Linked DNA regions of Mus musculus: regions 2 and 3 are each linked to region 1. A link is a contact called in public Hi-C and HiChIP or PLAC-seq data. All regions are on one chromosome and are shown on one strand. Each heading gives the region's core, a stretch centred on a gene start, on an enhancer-like site or on the middle of the called end of the contact. The rest is flanking DNA. Distances are from core to core; before and after follow the strand shown.

The links. A called contact is a pair of places that touch in the nucleus more often than the background predicts. HiChIP or PLAC-seq counts read pairs in DNA pulled down with a chosen protein or histone mark.
Region 2: a contact with region 1 is called in a Hi-C map of uterus, with 1.6 times the contacts expected there. The contact joins the enhancer-like site here to the promoter of Sfrp1 in region 1. A contact is called at or near these places in 2 of 484 Hi-C or Micro-C datasets (both in uterus) and 2 of 115 datasets of contacts at active chromatin or transcription factors (both in embryonic stem cells).
Region 3: an H3K27ac HiChIP or PLAC-seq map of embryonic stem cells shows a contact between it and region 1, with 6 read pairs. The contact joins the enhancer-like site here to the promoter of Sfrp1 in region 1. A contact is called at or near these places in 1 of 39 promoter capture datasets (cancer-associated fibroblasts), 23 of 484 Hi-C or Micro-C datasets (the HL-1 cell line, adipose-derived mesenchymal stem cells, embryonic fibroblasts and 7 more), 12 of 115 datasets of contacts at active chromatin or transcription factors (cardiomyocytes, craniofacial prominence, embryonic forebrain and 2 more) and 3 of 9 other capture datasets (adipose tissue, embryonic stem cells and liver).

What each region holds. Positions count from the first base shown.
Region 1 is chr8:23,409,868-23,412,875 of GRCm38.p6, reverse strand. Sfrp1 (secreted frizzled-related protein 1) reads right to left here and starts at 1,374. Exons shown (of 3, transcript NM_013834.3): 1 at 548-1,374. The coding sequence starts at 1,091.
Region 2 is chr8:23,453,627-23,456,895 of GRCm38.p6, reverse strand. No RefSeq gene overlaps it. Among named protein-coding and RNA genes, the nearest start is that of Sfrp1, 44 kb to the right of the region's middle. Within about 2 kb of position 1,960, at least 20 of the 459 cell types and tissues checked have an H3K27ac peak or open chromatin away from gene starts, as enhancers often do. A contact at or near this core is called in uterus, where this site is marked.
Region 3 is chr8:23,359,024-23,362,014 of GRCm38.p6, reverse strand. No RefSeq gene overlaps it. Among named protein-coding and RNA genes, the nearest start is that of Gm30370, 44 kb to the left of the region's middle. Within about 2 kb of position 1,569, at least 40 of the 459 cell types and tissues checked have an H3K27ac peak or open chromatin away from gene starts, as enhancers often do. A contact at or near this core is called in embryonic forebrain, embryonic stem cells and neural progenitor cells, where this site is marked.

The DNA of each region.
Region 1 (3,008 bases), core at 125-2,624:
AGATCTGCAACACGACTGGAAGATAAGCTGAGCAAAGAGGATTTCTTGTTGATGGTTTTGTTTTTAGAGAAAAAAATTACAAACTTATGAAAATAAATCCCTCCGTCTTACGTTTGGGGTTGTTTGTTTGTTGTTGTAGTTTGAGCGAGTGGTTTTCCAAGGGAGCAGTGTCTGTCTCGGATGTTAACAGTTTTGGAACAGGACACCGCACTCTCTCTGAAGAGATAGACGTCCTTTTATTTAAAACCTAAGCTTTGCTTTCTTTCAGGTATGGAAAACGCCAGACTGGAGCTTAGGAAGAGCAGCTCCAGGTCTCCCCTCGCCCCCCCCAACCCCCCCCCCCCCACGGCCGAGGCTCACCAGCCATCAGGGAGTACCTGGAGCGGGAGAAGCGCCAAGCGATGCCTGGGCCTCCCAGAAGCTTTAGGGATCGGGTCTGCACACCTTGCGGGTTGCGGTGCGCGGCTCCTGAGCTTTCCCCCTCTACAGCCCTGGGCCAGTGCGGATGGGCGCGGGGGTTCGCGGGCGTGGGAAGGCATACCCTTACCTTGGGGCTTAGAGGCTTCCGTGGTATTGGGCGGGGTCATGGCGATGCAGACGTCGCCCTCGGGGAACTTGTCACATTTGAGCATCTCGGGCCAGTAGAAGCCGAAGAACTGCATGACCGGCTCGCACGAGTCGCGCACGGCCTCGCAGAGCCAGCGACACGGGTAGATGGGCCGGTCCAGACAGACGGGCGCGAAGAGCGAACAGAGGAAGACCTGGGTGCCCATGTGGCAGTTCTTGTTGAGCAGCGGCACCCAGCTGCTGGCCTGCTGCTTCACCTCTGCCATGGTCTCGTGCTCCAGCAGGTTGGGCAGCACCATCTTCTTGTAGCCCACGTTGTGGCACAGCCTCAGGTCCACCGGGATGTCCACGCACTGCGGGGGCTTGGTGTAGAAGCGCCCGCTCTGATACGAGCCGATGTCGGACTGGAAGCTCACGTAGTCGTACTCGCTGGCCGAACCCGCGGCCAGCAGAGCGGCGGCCAACGCCAGCAGCACTCCCGAGGCGGCCCCGCCGCGACCCCGCGCGCTGCGCCCGACGCCCATGTTGCTCGGCGACGTCGGGGCTGCCCACGCTGCCTTCACGCGCGCGTCCCGCTGCAAACTTCCCGGAGCCTCCGGGGACAAAGGCGCAGTGCCGGGCCCCGTCCGGCTCGGCGGCTGCGCGCTGCTCCCCGGGTCTCCGATCGATGGGGTCCTCCGCTGCAGCAGGTCGCCGCGGCGGGGCTGGCGCGGGGCGGGGAGCGCGCGGGGCCGAGTGCTGTCCCGGCTCGCAGAGGCGCGGCGGGCTGCGGGCTGCTGCACCTACTTGCGACGCTGCAGCTCGAATGCGCGGTGTGCGGGTGGCCGAGCCCTGGATCTCCCCGCGCGCAGCCAATCAGCTCCGCGCTGCCGGGAGCCGCTCTCCACACCGCGTCAGTCAGCCGCGCAGTTAACCAATCGCCGCGCCGGCCAGAAGGATCGGTTTACTAGAACTAGACCCAGGTCAACACCCCTTAAAAAGCAAAACCAAAAACTAAGCAAGTACTTTCGAAGGAGGCAAAAGCAAAAGGGAGAGAGTAGTTAGAAGTGCGGGGTGGGTGGAGTCGGAGTTGGACGCTGTAATTAGAGTGAGTCGGTTTGTTTAAAAAAAAAAAAAAGGACTCTTCATAATACTTGCAAATTGATGCAGTTGTGAAGACTTTTTTCTACTTCTTTTCCTAGTTCCAAGGAACAACGCAACAGACCAGCAGCCCTTCGCTCCACGGTTTTAATCTTAGCTGCTTCCCAGCTGCTCGGATGGGCAGGCTGAATTTAGGGAGCTCTTTTAAATTCCCGGGGAGTCTGGGCTTTTGCAAAGACTAAGAGAAGGTGGTGTTTGTGGCTGTGTTCCAGGTGACCGAAGGTAGAACGGGAAAGGGGCTCACTGCGGAGAAGAGCACTGATCATGTGGGTATTAGCTCCCAAGGACAGTTGACGTTTTTAAACGATGTTTTTAAGACCCTACTCAAGTCTCAGCTCTGCAGACAACACATATGTGCACAAACTTACACACACACACACACACACACACACACACACACACAGACGCGTTTGTGGATTAGAAAGCCAAAGCACTAAAAATACCAGCAGTACTGGGTGGGTGGATACCAACTCAAGATACACATGCTAATTCAGAGGTCAAAAACCAAAGGTGTGTCACCCCCTCCCGCATAAGGCAGAAGCCAGGCAAGAAAGAATAACTAAGTCGTCCTCTAGCCTCCCCCACCCCTGACCACACACACCCACTACTCACTTCCTGGGAATTGCTTGAGTGTTCCAAATACTCCCCTTACATTCAGAGAGCTAGGGGTGGGATCTAGAGTAGAGAGGAGACCGCACAAGCAGCCGGAGAAGTTCTCTGGATCACCTCATTCTGTGTTCTTCATAGTGGGTGGAGGGGCAGCAGAGGATGCAGTGTGTTGCGGTACTGGGTGGCAAATGGGTCGCCACTCCTAGTTGCAAAGCCCAACACAGTGGGAGATGCCGCTGGCCCAGGCGGCTGGTTTATAAAGCTCTGGGGAGTCTTGCTTTCCACTCAATAGACCCAATTTCTCCTTTCCGAGTAAAAGCTCCGGAACTTGCAAAGATGCGGGGATCCCTTCTTAAAGCAATCATACACACGCTGATGCTGTGACTCTACTGCGGGAAGCAGCTGCAGCAGGCGGTCAACATGCCTGTCCTTCCTAGGCTGATGAAAGATGCCCAAACCAAACAGGCACATTTGGGTAAGGGAGAAAGTCCATGCGGAGCAAGACTGTGGATGGCCAAGGGTTAATCAAGAAACAGCCCGCAGTGCTCTCCTCCCCGAGGAGCTAAGGAATCACATTCTTCAGCCAGCACAGAGGGCAGGAGACTAGGCAACTGTGTCTCAATTCAGTGGCAGTCAGGGCTGGAACTGCTTGCTAGAGGGTCCTGGTACTCTCCCCAGACCAGATCCTCTTT
Region 2 (3,269 bases), core at 711-3,210, 43 kb before region 1:
CTGATCAATGCACGGTAGACTTAATACCACAAAACTTTGTACTCCATGTAAAATAAGTGCTCCCAGAAGAGGAAGAAAGACCCCAGGACAGCCACATTGCACAGTGACATCAACATAACTCAAGGAACTTGCATCCTAATGCATATACATACTAACACAGATGCTTTTCAACAGCCCCCACATATAAACATACAGACTATAAACAAACAAACACACACCTTGTTGGCTGGTTTTATGCCAACTTGACACAAGCTAGAGTCATTTGGGATGAGCGACTATCAATTGAGAAAATGCCTCAGTAAGATTTCCCTGTAGGAAAATCTGTAGTATTACTGAAAAATAATCTGTGATCAATGAGGGAGGACCCAACTCCTTGTGTGTGGTCCATGAGCTGTTGGACCTGAGTTCTTAGAACAGCTGACTGAGCAAGCCAGAAGAGAACAAGTCAGTAAAGAGTGATCTTTCATGGTCTCTGCTCCTTCAGGTTCCTGCCCTGTGTCCCTCAGTGTTGAACTTATTATAGGCTGTAAGATGGTATAAAACTTTTCCTCCCTAAATTACATTGATCAGTGTTTTATCATAGCAATAGAAACCCCTCTCTCTCTCTCTCTCTCTCTCTCTCTCTCTCTCTCTCTCTCACACACACACACAGACACACACACACATACACACACACACACACACACACACACACACACACACACTGATACCAACACAAGCTCTGATGTCACACACAAACACCTTGATACTACTGCATACACACACTCCCCCCCCCACACACACACACAAACAAACACATTGATACCAACAGGGCTCTGATACTACACAAATACCCTGATACTACTACTATTTCTTCTTCTTCTTCTTCTTCTTCTTCTTCTTCTTCTTCTTCTTCTTCTTCTTCTTCTTCTTCTTCTTCTTCTTCTTCTCCTTTTCTCCTTCTCCTTCCCCTTCCTTCCCCTTCCTTCCCCTTCCCCTTCTCCTTCCTTCCCCTTCCCCTTCCCCCTCTTCCCCTTCCCCTTCCTTCCCCTTCCCCTCCTCCTCCTCCTTCTTCCTCTCTCTCTCTCTCTCTCTTTTTCACACACACACACATACACACTGATGCCACAAAACATACTGATACTACCACACACACACACACACACACATTTTGATGTCATATACAAATCCTGATACCAATATACTCATACTCTGATACTATCACTCACCCACCACACACAAATGCCATGATGCTTCACACACACACACACACACACACACACTCTGATACTACCACCCATATACCCTCACACATGTTCTGATCACACACATGAACACATACACACACACATACATGTACACATACTCTGATATCACCACCCATCCACCCTCACACATTCACACATGTTCTGATCACACACACACAACACACACCCAAACACACCCTGATATTACCACATACCCACCCATACATACACACATGCCCTGATGCTCCCCCCCACACACACACACCCTGATACCACCCACTCATAATAATAAGAGACCCGTTCTTCTTACTCTAGTATAGGGCTTTTTTTCCTCCCCTAACATTCTCCTCCTTAAAAATAAAAATGAGAAATGGGGCAAAAATCCCAAGACTCCCTAAAGAATTTAGCTGCTCAATTTATGATCTACCACTGTTCCCATTGCAAACAAGTTTCATATGCACCATGCAAGCAAATGCACCCTAAGATCCCAGGAGGAAAGCGGTGCTCATGGGAGAAGCTGATGAGATCTTAGCTGCAGGGCAGCCAAGCTGGGCTTGGCGTGTTTATTGCAGAATCTGCATGCTCTCAAGACCTACATTCATTCCGGAAAGTGGACACGGGCCTTCCTTTTTTCATGTAGCCTGGCTCATTTTCAGCACAGGTCAAGTTCAAATGCTTCCTACAGCCTGGACAACGACTGGGCCTTGAAGAACACCAGGTGGTTCTGATTAGGTCTCCTTCAGCGGAGAACCCAATCAATTCCAAGGTCGAAGTTCCTGTCCTTGCCTTCCAGGCCCAAGTTCCAATACAGATGGAATGCAACTGCCCCAGCTGGGAAGCAAAATCTTGATTTCTTCTTTCCACCTAGCCTTTCACAACAAGAAAAACAAAAGGCAAAAAAGGGAGAGAAAGGGGGAGAGAGAAAGGGCGAGAGAAGGAGAGAGAGGGAAGGAGAAGAGAGAAGAGAAGAGAAGAGAAGAGAAGAGAGGAGAGGAGAGGAGAGGAGAGGAGAGGAGAGGAGAGGAGAGGAGAGGAGAGGAGAGGAGAGGAGAGGAGAGGAGAGGAGAGGAGAAAAGAAGAAAAGAAAAGAAAAGAAAAGAAAAGAAAAGAAAAGGAAAGGAAAGGAAAGGAAAGGAAAGGAAAGAAAAGAAAAGAAAAGAAAAGAAAAGAAAAGAAAAGAAAAGAAAAGAAAAGAAAAGGCTAGAAAATGAGGCCCCAGAGATTAGTTTGGACATCGCCACCGTCTGTAAATCAGCATTTTAATGAGTTAAGTGCACATGAATCAGAAACACAAGGGTCACATTTCCTCTCAAATACTTGAGGGTGGGGGTGTACAACACACTCCAAATTTGGCCTAATCCAAAATCAGGAAGCAGGCCAGACCCTTGTCAAGCCTCCCTTGTCCTGATGTTTGGCTCAGCAACCAGGAGTGGTTCCCTCAAGGCCCTTAACCCTGCAGGCTTGCAGCAGAAGGTGCACGTGATAAACCCCAGCAGCCCACGGCAATCCACAGCAAGGATGCCAATGGCCAGGCAGAGCAGAGCAAGCCCCCCTCCACACACACACACAAAGCCTACGGAATGGTCTGATGTGGAAATTTCAGTAGGAAACCAGCAATTACAGGAGAAGAAACAGGTGACGATGGTCACTTCAGGGTATCAGAGAGTTAAAAGGCAGAGCAGCTTTTTCTCTGGAGCAAAGAAAGGGTAGGATGTTCTGGCCGGGGGAAGCTGTGGCCTGTCTCTAAGCCAAGGGTCCCAAGGGTGACTGTGTGTGTTCTCCTTACCTTTATTTAGAAGCTGAACCCACCCGCTATGGCTGAGTCTACTTCTCTTGCACAAACTCCCTCGCCTCCATCAGGCAGGGAGGAGTAGACATCAGATGCGGATGAGATGAGTACCTGCTGGGGACCCAACTGGCAGTTCAGCCTGAGGACCCCAGAAATGAGCAGGTAGGAGGGAGAGAAGTGCCCCGGGGGGGGGGGGGGCGGGACTCAGGACAAAGAAGGAGTCACAGTAAGGAAGGCCTAGGACGGAAGATTCC
Region 3 (2,991 bases), core at 320-2,819, 51 kb after region 1:
GGTGGGCTGGAGCACCAGGGTCACTCTCTTCCATTTTCCATGTGACTTCTCTCCTCTCTCTTTAGCTGAAATAGTGGGTTCGGTGTGGCCAAGGCTAGCCTATTGAGGCTACCACAGCCTGGGCTTTGCCTTAAAAGGCACCACACACACAGAGCAAACTTGGGGATCAGATACATCGTTGCCCAACCCCTTGGCTGGTGGACTTGGGCTGTCAGATTGTGGAGGAAACATTTGAAGTAGATGCTAGCTTTTAGTTGTTGGTTGTTTTTGTCTTTGTTTTGTCTGAGGTTTTCCTGGGAGCTGTTTGTTTGCTTTGCTGCACTGCAGGAGTTCAAATCCAGGGCCTTGTGCTCGCTGGGCAAAGGCTCTCCCACTGAGCTATTGAAGTAGAGTTTAACTAATTACTCTGGACATGAAGATTTTTCGTAATGGTCAAATCTGTAACGTTGGCTTTTAAAATATTGTCTATGTAATTTCTCTCTTTTTGTTGTTGTTACTGTCCAAATATGTCTTTAATTTTTAACTTATTAACAACAAAGGGGGGCAAGCTGTGGCCAAATCTCTTCTGAGATTTCCTTTTTTTTTTTTTAAATAAAATACAATTACATCGTTGTCTCCTTTTCATATGTATGTATTTCTAAATATATAAATACTACTTGCTCTTAACCTCAGAAAACCTTTTAACTTCTGAAAAGAGAAAGAAGCAAATCCATGTCGTGTCCTGTGGGGATCCAATCTCCTGCAGTCTTAGAGAGGAAAGGCCACTCCTGATGCCTGCTGCTGGACCGCTAGGGACTCCATCAAAAGCATTTCTCAGCAACAGCCTGGGCCATGGAGCCTCAGGCCTGCTTGCAGTGAAAGCAAAACTCAGGATTCCGAGGAAACTAACAGGTATTTTAGAACCTCCCTGGCAGAGAGGGCTGAGCCTGATTGGGGCGGTTCTGAAGAACAAAGCAGCCTTTGCCAGAGCCCTAGTTGGGGCCCTGGGCTGTGAAAGACCCCTGATAGACATGCAAATAGGAAAGGGGGCCTGAATAGCCTGCCATCCCGGCCTGGGAGATAGCACAGCACATGCCCCAGCCAAAAATAACGGTTGCTGTAAGGATCTGTGGGTCAGGCTGAACTGTGCCATTGAACACTTCGCTTTAAAGCGCCTCCGCGATTCTGAAAGGCAATCACGCACTCAGTAGCTTGCCTTAGTTAATTGGGCCGAGGTCTCATCAGCTAATCAGGGAGAGCCTGAAAACTATTATTGGTTACAAAAAAAAAAAAAAAAAAAAAAAAAAAAAAAAAAAAAAACAACTCTTTACGGATAAAAGTGGTTTTTTAAACATTGTTTTTATTTTTAGAGAAAAAAAATCACTATAACTCAAACTTCTGAATTCACAACCTATGGGAAGGAAATAGGTAAGATTTTTATAGAGACTTCAGTAATTCACCTGAGCAAGGTTCAACTGTCAAGATAAGTAGTTAAATTTATGAAATGAACGTGTTAGGAGCCCTCCGCAACACTCCAGCGCTCCCTGAGGGTCTTGTCTTGGGGAACACACAGGATGGCCGGTGTCCCATGCTCCTTCAATAGGCTGAGCCCTGAGAAACAGCAACAAAAGCCCACTGATGGGCCCTGGTCACAGTCCGGAGGAGTCGCTTCTCAGAGAGCAAGGTAGCAGGCTGTGCCAAACCTTCCTTCCTTTCTAGACAGGCTTCGGTATGGGGCTGTGACCGGCCATTCACAATCGTTAGCACAAGAAAAACACCTCATAGCACACGTTTCTTATCTCTAGCTAAAGGTTTGCTTGCTTCCTTGCTCTGGTGCTTGGTGGGATACAGAGTAGTTATCTGAGAACTGTATCGGTTCCTGTCTTAAATAAAGATATAAAAGTAACTGTCGCTACAAAGAAGGGAAACAGAATTGAGTCATATGCAACAGGTTAGCTTAAGGATAGCCCCAGAAACTGGGGGCAACCTGGGTTAACCTGGGCCAGTTCCTCCTTCTCAGTAAGGCAACCTCCCCCGCACCCCTTGCTGCCTGTAGCTCCAGATAGAGTTCTCAGCTACGTTTCCAGTACCATGACTGCCTTTACGTGACCATGTTCCCCACCATACTAACGAACTAAACCTCTGAAACTGTAAGCAAGACCCAATTAAATGCTTTCCTTTGTAAGAGTTGCTGTGGTCATGGTGTCTCTTCACAGCAATAAAACCCTAACTAAGACACTATGTTTTCTTCTAGAAGTTTCGGTGTTTTCAGGTTTCGGATTTAGGTCTTTGACTCACTTGGAGTTTTCGAGTTCGTTTTTTTTTATGCACGGTGACAGATAGGAGTCTAATTTCATTCTTCTGCTTATGGGTATCCATCTTTCTTTTTTAAAAATGAAATGGCTGTAGTTATATGTACTCATGTGTGGGTCTTTGCTTTGTCCCATAGATTGCTGTCATGTCTGTTTTTATGTCAGTATCATTGGTTGTGGTTATTGTTGTAGTTTGAGGTTTTTTTTTTTTTTTTTTTTTAACATAGCTTAAAATATGGAATGATAATTCCCCTTTGCTCTGTTATTTTTGCTTTTGGCTATCAGGGCCTTTTGTGCTTCCAGATGAGTTTTGGGGTAGTTTTCCCCTCATTTCTATGAAGAATGAGTTGGGAGTTTTAATTAGAATTGCATTGAATCTGAAAAGAGCGTCTGGTAGAGTAGTCACTTCCATAATATTGTCAGTCCATTTGCATTGTATATCTTGCCATTCTTCCTGAATCTCTTAATTCAGAGTTTTGAAGTTTCCACCATAGATGTCTTTCACATCCTTGGTTAGGTTTATTCCTAGATATTTTTACTTTCTTTGATGCTGTCTGTGAATGCAAGCGTGTCCATTATTTTTCCCATGATGTTTGTTGTCGGTGTGTAGAAAATCTATGGCTTTTTCTACGTTGATCCTGTGTCCTGACACTTTGATAAAACTGTTGATAGTATCTAGAATTTTTCTGGTGGGATTCTG